Linked DNA regions of Sus scrofa: region 1 is linked to region 2. Evidence: chromatin contacts called from public HiChIP or PLAC-seq data. All regions are on one chromosome and are shown on one strand. Each heading gives the region's core, a stretch centred on a gene start, on an enhancer-like site or on the middle of the called end of the contact. The rest is flanking DNA. Distances are from core to core; before and after follow the strand shown. Region 1 holds the start of MAP7D3 (MAP7 domain-containing protein 3). Region 2 overlaps SLC9A6 (sodium/hydrogen exchanger 6).

The links. HiChIP or PLAC-seq counts read pairs in DNA pulled down with a chosen protein or histone mark.
Region 1: a contact with region 2 is called in an H3K27ac HiChIP or PLAC-seq map of skeletal muscle. The contact joins the promoter of MAP7D3 here to the enhancer-like site in region 2. A contact is called at or near these places in 18 of 47 Hi-C or Micro-C datasets (alveolar macrophages, brain, embryonic fibroblasts and 10 more) and 2 of 2 datasets of contacts at active chromatin or transcription factors (alveolar macrophages and skeletal muscle).

Annotation. Positions count from the first base shown.
Region 1 is chrX:111,418,016-111,424,575 of Sscrofa11.1, reverse strand. MAP7D3 (MAP7 domain-containing protein 3) reads left to right here and starts at 4,346. Exons shown (of 16, transcript XM_005657925.3): 1 at 4,346-4,462. The coding sequence starts at 4,414.
Region 2 is chrX:111,215,984-111,222,526 of Sscrofa11.1, reverse strand. SLC9A6 (sodium/hydrogen exchanger 6) reads right to left here. Exons shown (of 17, transcript XM_005657924.3): 14 at 4,723-4,753; 15 at 1,744-1,823. Among named protein-coding and RNA genes, the nearest start is that of SLC9A6, 43 kb to the right of the region's middle. Within about 2 kb of position 4,311, at least 13 of the 83 cell types and tissues checked have an H3K27ac peak or open chromatin away from gene starts, as enhancers often do. A contact at or near this core is called in fetal skeletal muscle, retroperitoneal adipose tissue and skeletal muscle, where this site is marked.

The sequences.
Region 1 (6,560 bases), core at 3,097-5,596, 200 kb before region 2:
GCTGCAGTGGGAATTCTGGAACCTGCCATCAACCAAACGGGAAACGACCAGAGCTTAGGAGAGAAGAAAAATGCAGATTTGGGAAAAGAAAGGAAAACGTGAGTTGATTTGGCAAGAGATAAGCTGAGAATGAAACATCACTCTTCCCCCTGCATCGCAGCCAAGCCACAGCAGATGCGAGGCAGGAGTCAGAAATGAGAGGAGAACAAAAGAGCGAAAAAGCACAGCCCTGACTCCGCTGTGTGGAGGATGGATGAATCTGACAGGTAGTTCAGGATGAAGAGAAACAGCCAGCTTATGGCTGTGGAGCTTAAAACTCTCAGGACAGGGCAATGGCAGTGGCAGTTTAAAGGCAGATTTGTTAGATTCGCTAAATCCACCAAGTGTTTACTACACGTGAATTCAATGTTTTAATAGAAGAAAAATGTGACAATTCCTAGACCTATTATGACTGTGGTTTCTGAATGTTTTTCCTGCTGGTGTCAGGCTTATGGGAACAAATAGCCAAGCAGGAAAAAAAAGAACAGGATCCAGTTCTTTTTTTCTCCCTGGGGAACACAGGCTTTCCAAACACAGGAGGAGAGGAGTCGAGTCGCCTGGGTTGTCTCCCAGCTCTGAGTCTGGGTTGGTTCCAGAAGAGACTCTCTCCCCAACTGGCAGCCTCCAGTTGCAGCGTTGTTTTGAGAAATGTACGGACAGTCCTGTAGAGGCTCCTTAGCGATCTGCTCTGGGCCCAAGGCAACACTGAAGGGGAATCTTGTCTATCTCCTTCTCCCCAGCCTGCCAGGCATGGAGTGGGTGGTCAAAAGTTTTGTTGAGTGACCTCTCTACAGAATGAATGACTGTAAATTTCACAATGATCTCTTAAAGATGTTAGAGAGAAGGGTTTATCTATAGATTAAAATAGAGACCCAGGAGTTCCCGTCGTGGCGCAGTGGTTAACGAATCCGACTAGGAACCATGAGGTTGCGGGTTTGATCCCTGGCCTTGCTCAGTGGGTTAAAGATCCAGCGTTGCCGTGAGCTGTGGTGTAGGTCGCAGACGCGGCTCGGATCCCGCGTTGCTGTGGCTCTGGTGTAGGCCGGCAGTTACAGCTCAGATTCGACCCCTAGCCTGGGAATCTCCATATGCCGTGGGAACGGCTCAAGAAAAGGCAAAAATACAAAATAAATAAATAAAATAAAATAAAATAGAGACCCAATAGGCACATCAATCAATGCCATGTGTGGACCTTATTTGGATTTTTTTTTAACGGCTGCACCTGTGGCATATGTATGTTCCCTGGGTCAAATCCGAGCTATAGCAGCAGGCCTACACCACAGCAGATCCGAGCCGCATCTGTAACCTATGCAGCTTGCAGAAACTCGGGATCCTTAACCCACTGAGCAAGGCTGGGATCAAACCTGTATCCTCAGCAGTATCCTCACAGAGACTATGTCAGGTCCTTAACTAGCTGAGCCATATGGGAACTCCCCTTGTTTGGATTTTTAGTCAAACATAAAAAATGAGATAATTGGGAAACTTGAACATCCATTAGCTATTTGATCATTTCATTTGACCTGCACCATTTTTTTTCAAAACTTTTCGTGTTGTCATTATTTTTTTTGTTTAAGGCCACAGGTGTGGCATATGGACGTTCCCAGGCTAGGGTTCGAATCGGAGCTACAGCTGCCGGCCTACACCACAACCATAGCAACACAGGATCTGAGCCAAGTCTGCGACCTACATACACACACCACAGCTCATGGCAACACCAGATCCTTAACCCACTGAGCGAGGCCAGGGATCAAACCTGCATCCTCATGGACGCTAGCAGAGTTTGTTACCGCTGAGCCACAACAGGCACTCCCATCATCATTCCTTTAAAAAGAGACTTTAGATTAAAATCCAGATTTCCAGCTTATTTTGAAAAATGGGGCAATCTGGCCGCAGATGGGCCCATTGCCTCACTCAGCTACCGGTGGGGGATTGGAATTAAGGAGTGATTGTTTAATTGGCCCTCAGGTCCAAAATAAGTGCCAGTTTTTTCACAACGTCTTCTCTGATTACCCTAATCGTGAATGAATTCTCATCCCTCTGAGCTCCAGGGAGCCACTTTACTCACCCAGCTGCAGGCACATGCTGCATGTATTTGGTGTTTTGTAGATCTGTTTATTGTCCCTTTATAGGCCTTTATAGGTTCTAAATCTGAAAAGATTTCAGAGAGTGCCTCCCCATATTCGTAGTTCCAAAACGTTTTTTTTCCAAAATGGTGATGCCTAGAAGTAAGCTGAAGACAATCTTTCTAGATTTCAAAAAAAAAATTCTCCAATTTATTTTGAAAAATTTCAAACCCACAGAAGAGTTGAAAAAGTAAAATAAGCATCTGTGAAACTATCTAGATTTACCAGTTTTTAGCATTTTGTAATATTTGCTCTGTTTTCTCCCCAAACTACTTGACAGTAAGTTTCAGACATTATGATGCTAAATTCTTCAGCATTTACTTCTTAAGAAAAAGGACACTACAAGACCACAATATCATTCTCATTCTCAAACCCAAGAAATTTGACTTTGATATAATAATATCTATTGTACAGTTCATATTCAAACGTTCTTAATTGTCCCAGTAATGAATGCCCTTTAGAGTTTTTTTTTTTTTTTTTTTTGGTTTCTTCGTTTTGTTTTTATGGCTTTTTAGGGCCAAACCCACAACATATGGAAGTTCCCAGGCTAGGGGTCGAGTCAGAGCTACAGCTGCGAGGAATCAGAGCCGCATCTGCAACCTACACTGCAGCTCAGGGCAACACCGGATCCTGGACCCACTGAGTGAGGCCAGCTTCACGGATGCTAGTCAGATTCGTTTCTGCTGCACCTCAATGAGAACTCCAAGTTGTTTTTTTTTTTTAATCTAGGTTCTAATCAAAGATCATACATTATTACACTTGGTTTCATTAGCTTCCTCTGATCTGAAACAGTCCACTGATCCAGGGCACATGGAAGTTCCTGGGCCAGGGATTGAATTTAGCCACAGCTCCGACTGGAGCTGCAGCTGTGGCAATGAAGGATCCTTTAACTCACTGCACCAGGCCAGGGATAGAACCACAACTTCAGCGACCCAAGCCGCTGCAGTCAGGTTCTTAACTCTCTGTGACATGGCAGGAATTCCTCCTGAAATTTGCTTTTAATCTTTCATTTTGAAGATTCCAGGTCAGTTGTTTTGCAGAATATGCCATAGTTTGGATTTGTCTGAATGTTTCCTCACTATTACATGGGTTCACCATCTAACAGTGGGTTCAACATTTTTGCAAGAAACTGCAGAAGTGAGGTTTCATTTTTCTAGATTTTCTCTTTGTGAAGTGCCAGGTAAATCCATCAAAACTGAATTAGTGTGTATGTATATGTGCTTGCTGGTGCCCTAATCATGTATGTCCTGCTAAAAGTGCTGGTGTCTGTATATAGGCAGGAGCAGGGCTTCAGATGCTATAATGCCAAACTTTTTTCCCCACTAGGATTTTTTAAAACCGAAGTATAATTGATTTACAGTGCTATTTTGCCCCAGTAATATTAAACTACATCCTCAGGAGCACTTAGTGTCCACTCTTTAATTTTTGCCAAATCTGTAGGTGTAACATGTTATCCTGTGGTTTTCACTGGTATTCTGTTGAGTGCTTAAGAGTGTGAGCATTTTATGCTTATTGTGTTTCCTCTCCGATGAAAGGCTTGTTTATACCTTTTGCTCACTTTTGCGCGGTTATAAGTATTTTTTTAACGATCTTTATGCATTCTGGATACTAAGAATTTAGGAATATCTATCTATATCCGGAGAGATTAACAGCAATGTCCTCTCCTTCACTTTAATGACCCACAAACAGCCTAAAGATAATTCACACAACTTTAGACAACCTAAAGTGTCTTAATAGTGTCAAGACTATTTAAGAAAGTCTTTACTCAGCCCTTAACACTCCACAAGAACCTCTCTCTCTCCCAACCTCTCCCTGGGCCTCTCCCCCCAATTTGGGCCTTTCTGTAGTGTTTCAAAGACTAACTCATGATGCAAGCGCACCCAGGAGTCACTTAGAAAGTGAATGAATGGATGAAGAAAGGTAGGTAGAAGTGATGGAAAGAAAAAAGGAATGCTGGAGGGCCAAGCCGGCTGATGATTGGCCGGCCTCCAGAATGAGGGTGCGGGGAGAGCACCGGACGTAGGAGAGGGTTTCTTTACACAGGGGGTCGCCCAACCTGGTTCCCAACCTGGTGCACAGGAGGCAGCCCTGCGGCGATTGCGGGTCCGGGGTGGGCGCGGCTGCCTTTGGGCCCCGCCCCGCCCCGCCCCGCCCCCCGGCGCCACGGCCCCGGCCCCCGCGGCAGCCGCGCCAGAGCCTGCGCACTGGGGCCCCAGCGCCCGCTGCGGCTCGGGACTCAGCCCCTCGGAAGATGGCGGAGCGCACCCGCACGTCCCTGAAGGGGCTGCGGGAACGGATGGGTGAGCCGGCCGGCGGCTCCCGGGGGGGTGAGGGGAGCTCGGGGCTGCGCGGGAAGCAGGGTTCTCGCGGCCCCAGGGACCGTCGGAGCGGCGCGACCCGCGCCGGACAACTTGACTCCGGACACCTCGCGCCCCGTCCGGTCCTCCCCTCACCTGTGCCAGAGCGCCCGGACACGGGATGCGGCGCCGTGATGGGACCGGAGAGGAGACCGCGGGCCCTAGCCGCACCCTGGCGGGCGGCGCGCGAGAGAACTAACGGCGCTGCTGGGGCGGGAGGGCGGGGACCCGGGGCCCCCCGGACGGTCCCGAGCCCCGCCTGCCCTCGGGGGGCGGCGGACGCCCTCGCGGCCCCGGGCAGCCCTGGAGTTTGCCCTCTGCCCCGGGCGCTCGAGCTTTCATCCTCTCTCAGGGTCGCAACCCATGTCTGGCCCAAGGCTGCGTCTCCCGCATCCTCCTGGTCAAGGTCGGGTGAGGAGGGGGCCTGGGGGGGTGGTCTTGCTTTGGGTTGCCTCCTGTAGCACACGACTTGGCCACGGTGTCACCTTCCGTGGGACCTGTCGCAGACCTTAGGCTGAACCGAACGGGAGTCAGCACTTCAGAGGGTTCTCCTCAACGGGCCCCATCGCCAAAAAGTTTTTCCCTCCTTGATAACGATTTAAAAATCGTTAATTTTAGAAACGTTGGCAGCGCATTGCCCAGGGGACTGCTCCCCTGCTTGAGCGAGATAGTATTTCTTGCTTGTGAGAGGTTGCTTTTAGTTCTCAGGTTAGCTTCCTCCTCTCTGAGCTTGAATGAAACAACCGTATTGATTTTGGATTTGCATTTGAAAAAATAATTTAGCCTGAGAGGCTTTGTTACTTCAGAACGCTTTGAATTAACTCCCCAGAGAATATGTCAGACGCAAATAGACTTTTCATCATTCCGTAGGGAGAGAGCCTCTTCTGTCTCTAGCTTATTATGGTTCACCTAGAGGGAGAGTTGGCAGGCAATTCGCATTGCTTTATTAGTGCCACCCAAGTCTCCCTGATAACTGACTTGTTTCCCTGAACTAACCCGCATTCTGGGTAATCCCCCAAAGTATTTGTATATTGAATGTTGAAAAGTATTTAAATTTTATATGGGGCAGTTGCTGGAATTGACAGTATATCAAACCAAAACCTTAAAGCTGTTTCCCCCCCCCCGCCCAAAAAAGGCATAACTCAGAACCCTAGTTCCCATCCTTGCTGCCCATTTCATATTAGGAATTGAAAACATCACATGCTAAATTTTCACAGAGAACCACCTTGACTAGAACTTAACCTCATGGTGGCAGCATTTTCCTGAAGGGGACAAAGAGTCAATGAAATGTTCTGTCACTTTGTGTGGCAATGGCTTCTTTTCCATTATCCAAATAATAGTAGACCTTGGGGCTGTTTTAGGCAAAACTCCCTGAGTCCGACTTATTTTTGTGGTTCCCCAATTGCAGATTTCTTTGGTTTCCTATTTTTTTTCTTCGTATTTTCTTACCCTCTTCCTGGCCAGATGACATGCAGACTGTCATAGGCTGGGACCAGAGGTCGTCGGTATGGGTGCGGGTGGAATGGATCTGCGAGAGACCACACCGCTCCCAACTGCTGAGCTTTGAATGAAGGCGGATTCAGGACTGGGCCAGCAGCTGTGAGAAGGCTCAGGGACTGGGCTGTTGGAAGAAAGTCTCTGCTGCTAGACACCCCCAGCCCCCTACACTTTGAAAGCTATATCCAGCAAGAGCTCCTGATAAGACTTTAGCAATTGCTTCTTTTTATTCTGTGTATCCAAATAAGAGTGAATAGCACTGTATCAATCTGTAGCGATTGGTTTCATGGTATTCTCTGCCATAACCATAGCCCTTCTTATAATTAAAAAAGAAATCTTTTTTTTTTTTTTGCCATCCATGTCCGTTGCTACCTAATAAAAAATATTTGTTTATGTGATCTAATATTTCTAATGAGTATAGAAGAAAGGTCATGGAGAGGCAGGGATGCTACAGATTTTTATGTCAGAATTCAGAGTGATTTCAAGAGCAACAGCTGTGGCAGACAATGTAGAATTGCTGGTAAGTATTGGGATGAGTATCATT
Region 2 (6,543 bases), core at 3,062-5,561:
GGGATGGGGCAGGCCTTCAGGAAGGCAGTACTGACTGCAGGGAAGGTGGTGTCTTCTAGGGTGCTTGAAATGCTCTCTCTATATTGGTGGCAGGCACACAGGAGTATACGTAAGACAAAATTCATCAAGTTGTAAGCTTAAGATTTGTATACATTACTGTAGTCAAGTTACATTTCAATTAGAACAATCTGGCTGCACAAAGGAACTGAAATCTGGAATGATGAATGCTTAGTTCTACCAGGGCACTAGGAATCAAATTTACCAAGTCTGAGGCTAATAATACTGAGTCAAACAATTCTTGGTGTTTACTTCTGTAAGAATACATAGAAAAAATTATTCTACTCTTTTGCTACATTCGTATCATTTAGTTACTTTGTATATTATGCAGAAAATGCACAAAACATTTTAGGCAGGAAAAACTGAACAATTTTGTTAAACCAGAGGGATGAAAAAGCCCCAAGAGATATGGGAGTGGCTTATACCCAAAATGCTGATAATGGAGCCAAAAATAATGACATAATTTTTCAACAATTTTAAAGAGGCAGCATCTCTCTCTCTCTAATGGGAGTCTTAATACCAGAGATATGCGGCATTCATGTTTTCATATATTAATCTAATCTTGAGTTCTTGCAAAAAGCGAATGTAAAATTCTAGCAAAGAGAATAAAGTAGTAGTTTCTAATGATAAGTGTCACATGTATTTTTCTTAAACATAGAAGGTTTTGATGAGAAAGTCAAAAGCAAGGAAAAAACATTTTACACGGTTGTCCCAAATCTGCTTCAATGGAACATAAACCAGGGTTTGATTCATTTACTGACAGGTCTCAGCTAGAAAGAACTCCATGGTCCCTTTTTCTACTTCAATTTTCAAAGAGGAAATTAATAAACGGCGAGTGATAAAATGCTTTTCAAAAGGCATGATTTAAACAGGTTACTATCTGTAACCCCACCTAAAGGAGCGCTCTGAAGAAGACTGTTGCAATAGGACCAGAAAGGAATCCGGTAAAAATAAGGAAGCACTGGCACTCCGAGTGGAGAGCAGAATCTCCCAGTCTCTGGAAAGGCCACAGAAAAAGGGCTCACTGTGGTCTCCAGCACTGCTGCATTTCTTTCTCATGGTTTTTTCCTAAGGCAGCCCTTCCTCTTTTGCCCTAGCAAGAACACTGACAAGAACCAACAAATACTTTTTGTGGCATTCATTGAATTAGCTGAAGGACAATAAATATTAGAGTGTGCTTGATAAATAAACCTATATATCAAAGCAAGGCTCTCACAAGGTCTCCCGAGGCCCTGCACGCAGCCAGCATCTGCAGGAAGCAGTCCCTACTGGTTTCGTGGGTTTCCGTTAGTAACCTTCTCCGCTGCACTGCAGAGGAAAGGGAGGAACAATGACCGCTTTTACGTCTCAGCTCAGGACGAGGGTAGTCAAAACAGTTGTTCCATTAACTTGTAATTGTTGGAGTTCCCGCTGTGGCGCAGTGGAAACGAATCCAACCAGTATCCATGAGGATGCGGGTTTGATCCCTAGCCTTGCTCCGTGGGTTAAGGATCTGGCATAGGTCATAGACGAGGCTCGAATCCCACAGTGCAGTGGCTGTGGTGTGGGCTGGCAGCTGTAGCTCCAATTCAACCCCTAGCCTGGAAACTTCCATATGTCTCAGGTATAGCCCTAAAAAGACAAGGAAACAAACAAAAAAACTGTAATTGTCCGTGTCCACACTACCAATTTTTTTCTCAAGGATACTTATGATCAAAGTTGTACCATATCCGGAAAAGCCAGGCACTCTCTGCTTTGGTGGTTCTTCTTTCACTTTCAGGAATACCCTGCAAACAGATAATAAATCAATACATACACAAAGATAAAAACACATTTAAGAATCACTTCTCTGTAGACTCAGAAATATCGCCTACCACATCTGAGATCCTCTCCCACACGGGTAACATCAGAAATGTACTAGCTGCAGTTCCTGTCGTGGCACAGCAGAAACAAATCCGACTAGGAACCATGAGGTTGTGCGTTTGATCCCTGGCCTTGCTCAGTGGGTTAAGGATCCAGCGTTGCCGTGAGCTGGGGTGTAGGTCACAGACACAGCCCAGATCTGGCATGGCTGTGGCTCTAGCGTAGGCCGACAGCTGTACCTCTGATTTGACCTCTAGCCTGGGAACCTCCATATGCCGCGGGTGTGGCCCTAAAAACAAAACAAAACAAAAGACAAAAAAAGAAATGTACTAGCTTGTATACTGCAGCTTGGGAATAAGAAACTGAAGTGTTTTTCCAAACACTTCCGTTACTCAGGCTGCTTGCTGATTTATGAGCCCACTGAGGGATTTAAAAAAACCCATGTGGGATAATTCACCCCTAAATCTGAAAGGTTTACACCCACAATGTGAACTATACCTTAAGTAGAAAACATCACATCGACATCCCAGTCTTTAAGAGCTGTCATGGGCCCCAAAAGTAACTGGCATTTTCAAAGCTGCCGCTATTATTCTTAGACACTAACAAAAGGCAAGCAAACAGGGAAAGTCCATGGTGAGCTGGACTGGCCGAAGGGAAAACATGCAGAGCAAGCAGGCCTCTGCATAGACAGCTTCCAAAAGCCTAAAGTGGGTCCCTATGTGTAATACGGTGTGGTCAGTCTGGCCCGTCTGGCTCTGACACGACCTGGCTGGGCCCTTCCCTCTCCGGGCCTGAGTTTTTTCATGGATGCAACGTGACTTAAAGGCTCTTTCCAGCATGAATGGTCTATGGTTCCATGAATTTCGAAGAGTGCAGAGTTCTGATTCTGGGTTTGGGTTCCTGCTCTTCCTGATTCTTGAAATAAATGAATCTTCCTCTCAACATGCAGCAGCACACAGGCCCACACGCAACGTTTAAGAGCACCGGGTGGGCTTATAAGAGCCAAGAAGCACCCAATTTTCCTCTCACACCAGGAGGTGTTGGCTGGTACGTCTCCGCTTTCTGAAGAGCAATGAATCTATAAATCCCTCGATCTTCTCACCACAAGAACACCTGTTCCCCCCCCTCCTCAACTCCATACCTATTATAATCCTCCTCTGCGCTTCTCGGATGGACACCTGAAGTACTGAGTAAACAATATGCTCAGCGAGGGCATCCATACAGCTTTGAGGGCAAAGTAAAAATGGTATTTTTTTTTTCTGGATGTTACAGCCAGTACTCAGCACCTGACTGTCCCCCTCTCACTCCATTTCCATTTCTCCCCTGTGGTGACAGGGGTGACAGAGCAGGTGGAGACCCATGCAGATGGTGATCAAGCATCTGTCTGGTGAGCCATTTGATAGCTCTTCTTGTTTGGACGTGAGGGTGGAGGCGCTGAGGGGCTATTACCCCTTGGAAGCTATCCCAGCAGCTCAGCCTTATGGAATTTATCTAAGCCTGGTTTGCACAAGTATTTCAAGCCCATGAAATTATACTTTCAGGTTCTGACCACAGAAGAGGCAAGTACTATGTCACATACATACTCATGACTAAACAGCTGGCAAAATGAACATATAGGAAATGAATCTGCTAAATGGGTTTTTTCCTGAACTACACCCTGAAGACAAATAGACTAGGGCTGGGAGTTCCCATCATGGCTCAGTAGTTAACGAACTGGACTAGTATCCATGAAGACGTGGGTTTGATCCCCGGCCTCGCTCAGTGGGTTGAGGATCTGGCATTGCTGTGGCTGTGGTGTAGGCCAGCAGCTGTAGCTCCCATTCGACCCCTATCCTGGGAACTTCCATATGCCGAGGTGTGGCCCTAAAAAAGACAAAAAGACAAAAAAAAACCCAAAAAACAAAAAAACAGACTAGGGCTTGTTTCAGACAAGAAAAAGAACTGTCTTTTGAAAGTGATGCTTTTCATCTTCAAAACCCTAATTTCTGTGATTTCCCACCTCACGTCTGGGGCAGAGGGACATATTCAGTGATGCTGCTCAGAAAGCATTAAGAAGCCGAGGGCAGATGCTCCCCTGAGGCACAGTGGGTTGAGAACCCGGCATCGCTGCAGCTGTGGTGCAGGTCACAACTTCGGGCTCGGGTTGGATCCCTGGCAGAGGAACTCCCATATGCCGCGAGTGCCACCCCCACAAAATAAAGCAGAGGGAAAAACCAGAAAAGGGTGGTCAGTTGAGGGAAGGCACTGGGTTACACTGCATTCGTCTACAGGCTCAAGCTCAGAGGACCAACCGAGAAAGTGACACATGGAGGTAAATAAGCCAGGAAACGTGGGCAGGGCTGAGGCTCAGGCTAAGAAAGCTGAACAGGCGGGAAGACTGGCTGAAGACTCCAAAGCTTCCAGGCAGTTCTCAAGGGCAGCTGCTGGTCATCCAATTTGAAAGTTCCACAGGAAGAGCAGCTGGAGTGGGGCTGACATCAGAGACAAGCCTTTATGCGCAAACCAAAGTGGAAAAAGGCTGCCTGTGCCAGGGCAGGCACTTGAAAACCCAGGAGCACTGAAGGAACTGCTCTCGGCTGTGCCCAAAGCCCAGGTTGGCCCACAGATAGGAGAGCTGTCACCCTGGATCACCACATGTTGCCTAAAATTCAGTTTTGTCTCTGCTGAGCAGTGAGAAAAGCCAGGAATGATGTCAGTGAAAAGCTGATGCAAACAAGACAGGATCTAAATAATAGTGGCACGCAGTCTACAGTAGATGAGTTTTCTCTCCCAGCGACTGCACATTCAACAGAAACGCCAGAGACAACACAAACGCATATTTACCAAATGTTCTTGGTCTGAATCAACACCAACCCTGAGGGAGAAACACAGAAAGCAAATGAGATCTCAAAGCCAAAAAAAGGGTCTATTCACACACTGTCAGGCAGCCCGTTTTCTCAACGCAGAAGCTCCAGAACGGTTAAGGTTTCCGTGCTGCTACATGGCGGCTGGTGCTTTGGCTCCTGCCACTTTCCTTAGCAACAGCTTGGATCCTAAGGCAAGCAGGCTCTGCTAACGTTCTCCTCCTGCAATCCAACCCCACTTACCAGTTTCAGAAAGACCTCCTTGTCGTCTCTGACTCTCAGCCCACTGCGAGCAAGTGTTAGGGACAGCAGCACTGCCCTCGCTGCTGAGGAGCAACTATGGGGTAGGTCCCAAGACAAGACTGGCCCACCGCAGTGCCAGGAGGGAGCTGCCTGTCTGCAGGCCCCTCAGCTCTCCTGGCAACATTCTGTTATGACTGAAGAGAGGGTTCAATTCCAGGGCTTTTTTTCCAGAAACTAATGGGTAGACATCAGCCTTGGTTCTTCATAATTTCTCTTTATCTGCTTCAAATTCCTGCTTTCTCTACCCAGGGAACAACTTCATCATGAAGAAGCTCATTTTGACTCCTCTGTCACCTCGATGCGAGCGCTCGGCAACTCTATTCATTCTTTCTCTAAACTGCTCCTCAGATCTTCTCTCCTGTCCATTCCAGCTGCTCAGGCCCGAGCCTCCTTCTGACAGATGGGGTCTGGAGCAACTGGAGCAACTGCCTCTAACCTCGAGGTGGGCGTCTGAAGCACAGGACTCACCAGCTTATTGCCTTGACAAAAGCCTCGAGAGGGGCTTGCCACTCACAGGACCAAGGCTCAAGTCCTCTGCGTGGCATTCAAACGAGCAAGCCCCGCCGCTCCAGCCTGCCCCCACCCCCCTTCTCTACCACACACCCCGTGTCAGCCAGCCTCGACCGAGGCTCTCCCCAGGTCCTGTCCTCTCCGGAGCCTCCTTGCCTTTGCTCATGCTGTGCCCTCTACGTGAAATGCACTGGCACTTATCTCGTTCTCTTCCTTTGTCGAGTTCCCAATGAGCCATACTATGACCCTTTCAGGCAGAATCATTTTTCCTCTGTGCTTTTACAGCACCTCCTAGGTCCCTTCATCATACTACTGAGCACAGTAGAGTATAATTATTTACCGGTCAGTCTCCCCAAACAGACTGTGAGCTCCTTGAGGGTAAAGGCCAGGTCCCAGCTCAGCTCTGTCTCCCCAGAGTCTAGCACAGTACCTGACACACAAGAGGCGCTCAAACGTTTATCAATTAAGGTCACTACTACAGACAACACAGAACACACAGCAGGATGGGAAGCTGTAGCAGGAGCATCCCAGAATATGAATACCACCGAAGGGAAGGAAGCGCTGCAAGACCTCATCTGGAAGGCAAGTGAATCACAATCCAATATGTGAAAACACATGGCCATGACTAGATTCAGAATCCCCCCCCCCAAATACACACACACTCATTTCTTCGTTAAAATGGCCAAAAGGTCTCTAATAGCTTCTTAGCCATGGGAAACTCTAACCACATTCGTGTATCTAAAGTGACACCTAGTGGTCTGGCAGGCAGCAACTTGGTGAGTCTCAGGGGGAACACGGCTGGAGGCCGAGGCAGCGCAGTGGATGTGTAGCAGAGCAGTCACTACCCGCCAGGCACTGTGCTAAGCACACGGCATAGACGTGACTTAGACACAGCCCTGCCCTCAACGAGCTCACGGACCAGTGGGGAGACAGACACAACGGGACTGTGATCCCCCAGGGCTCTGCCATCAGGGAGAGCTGGCTTCCA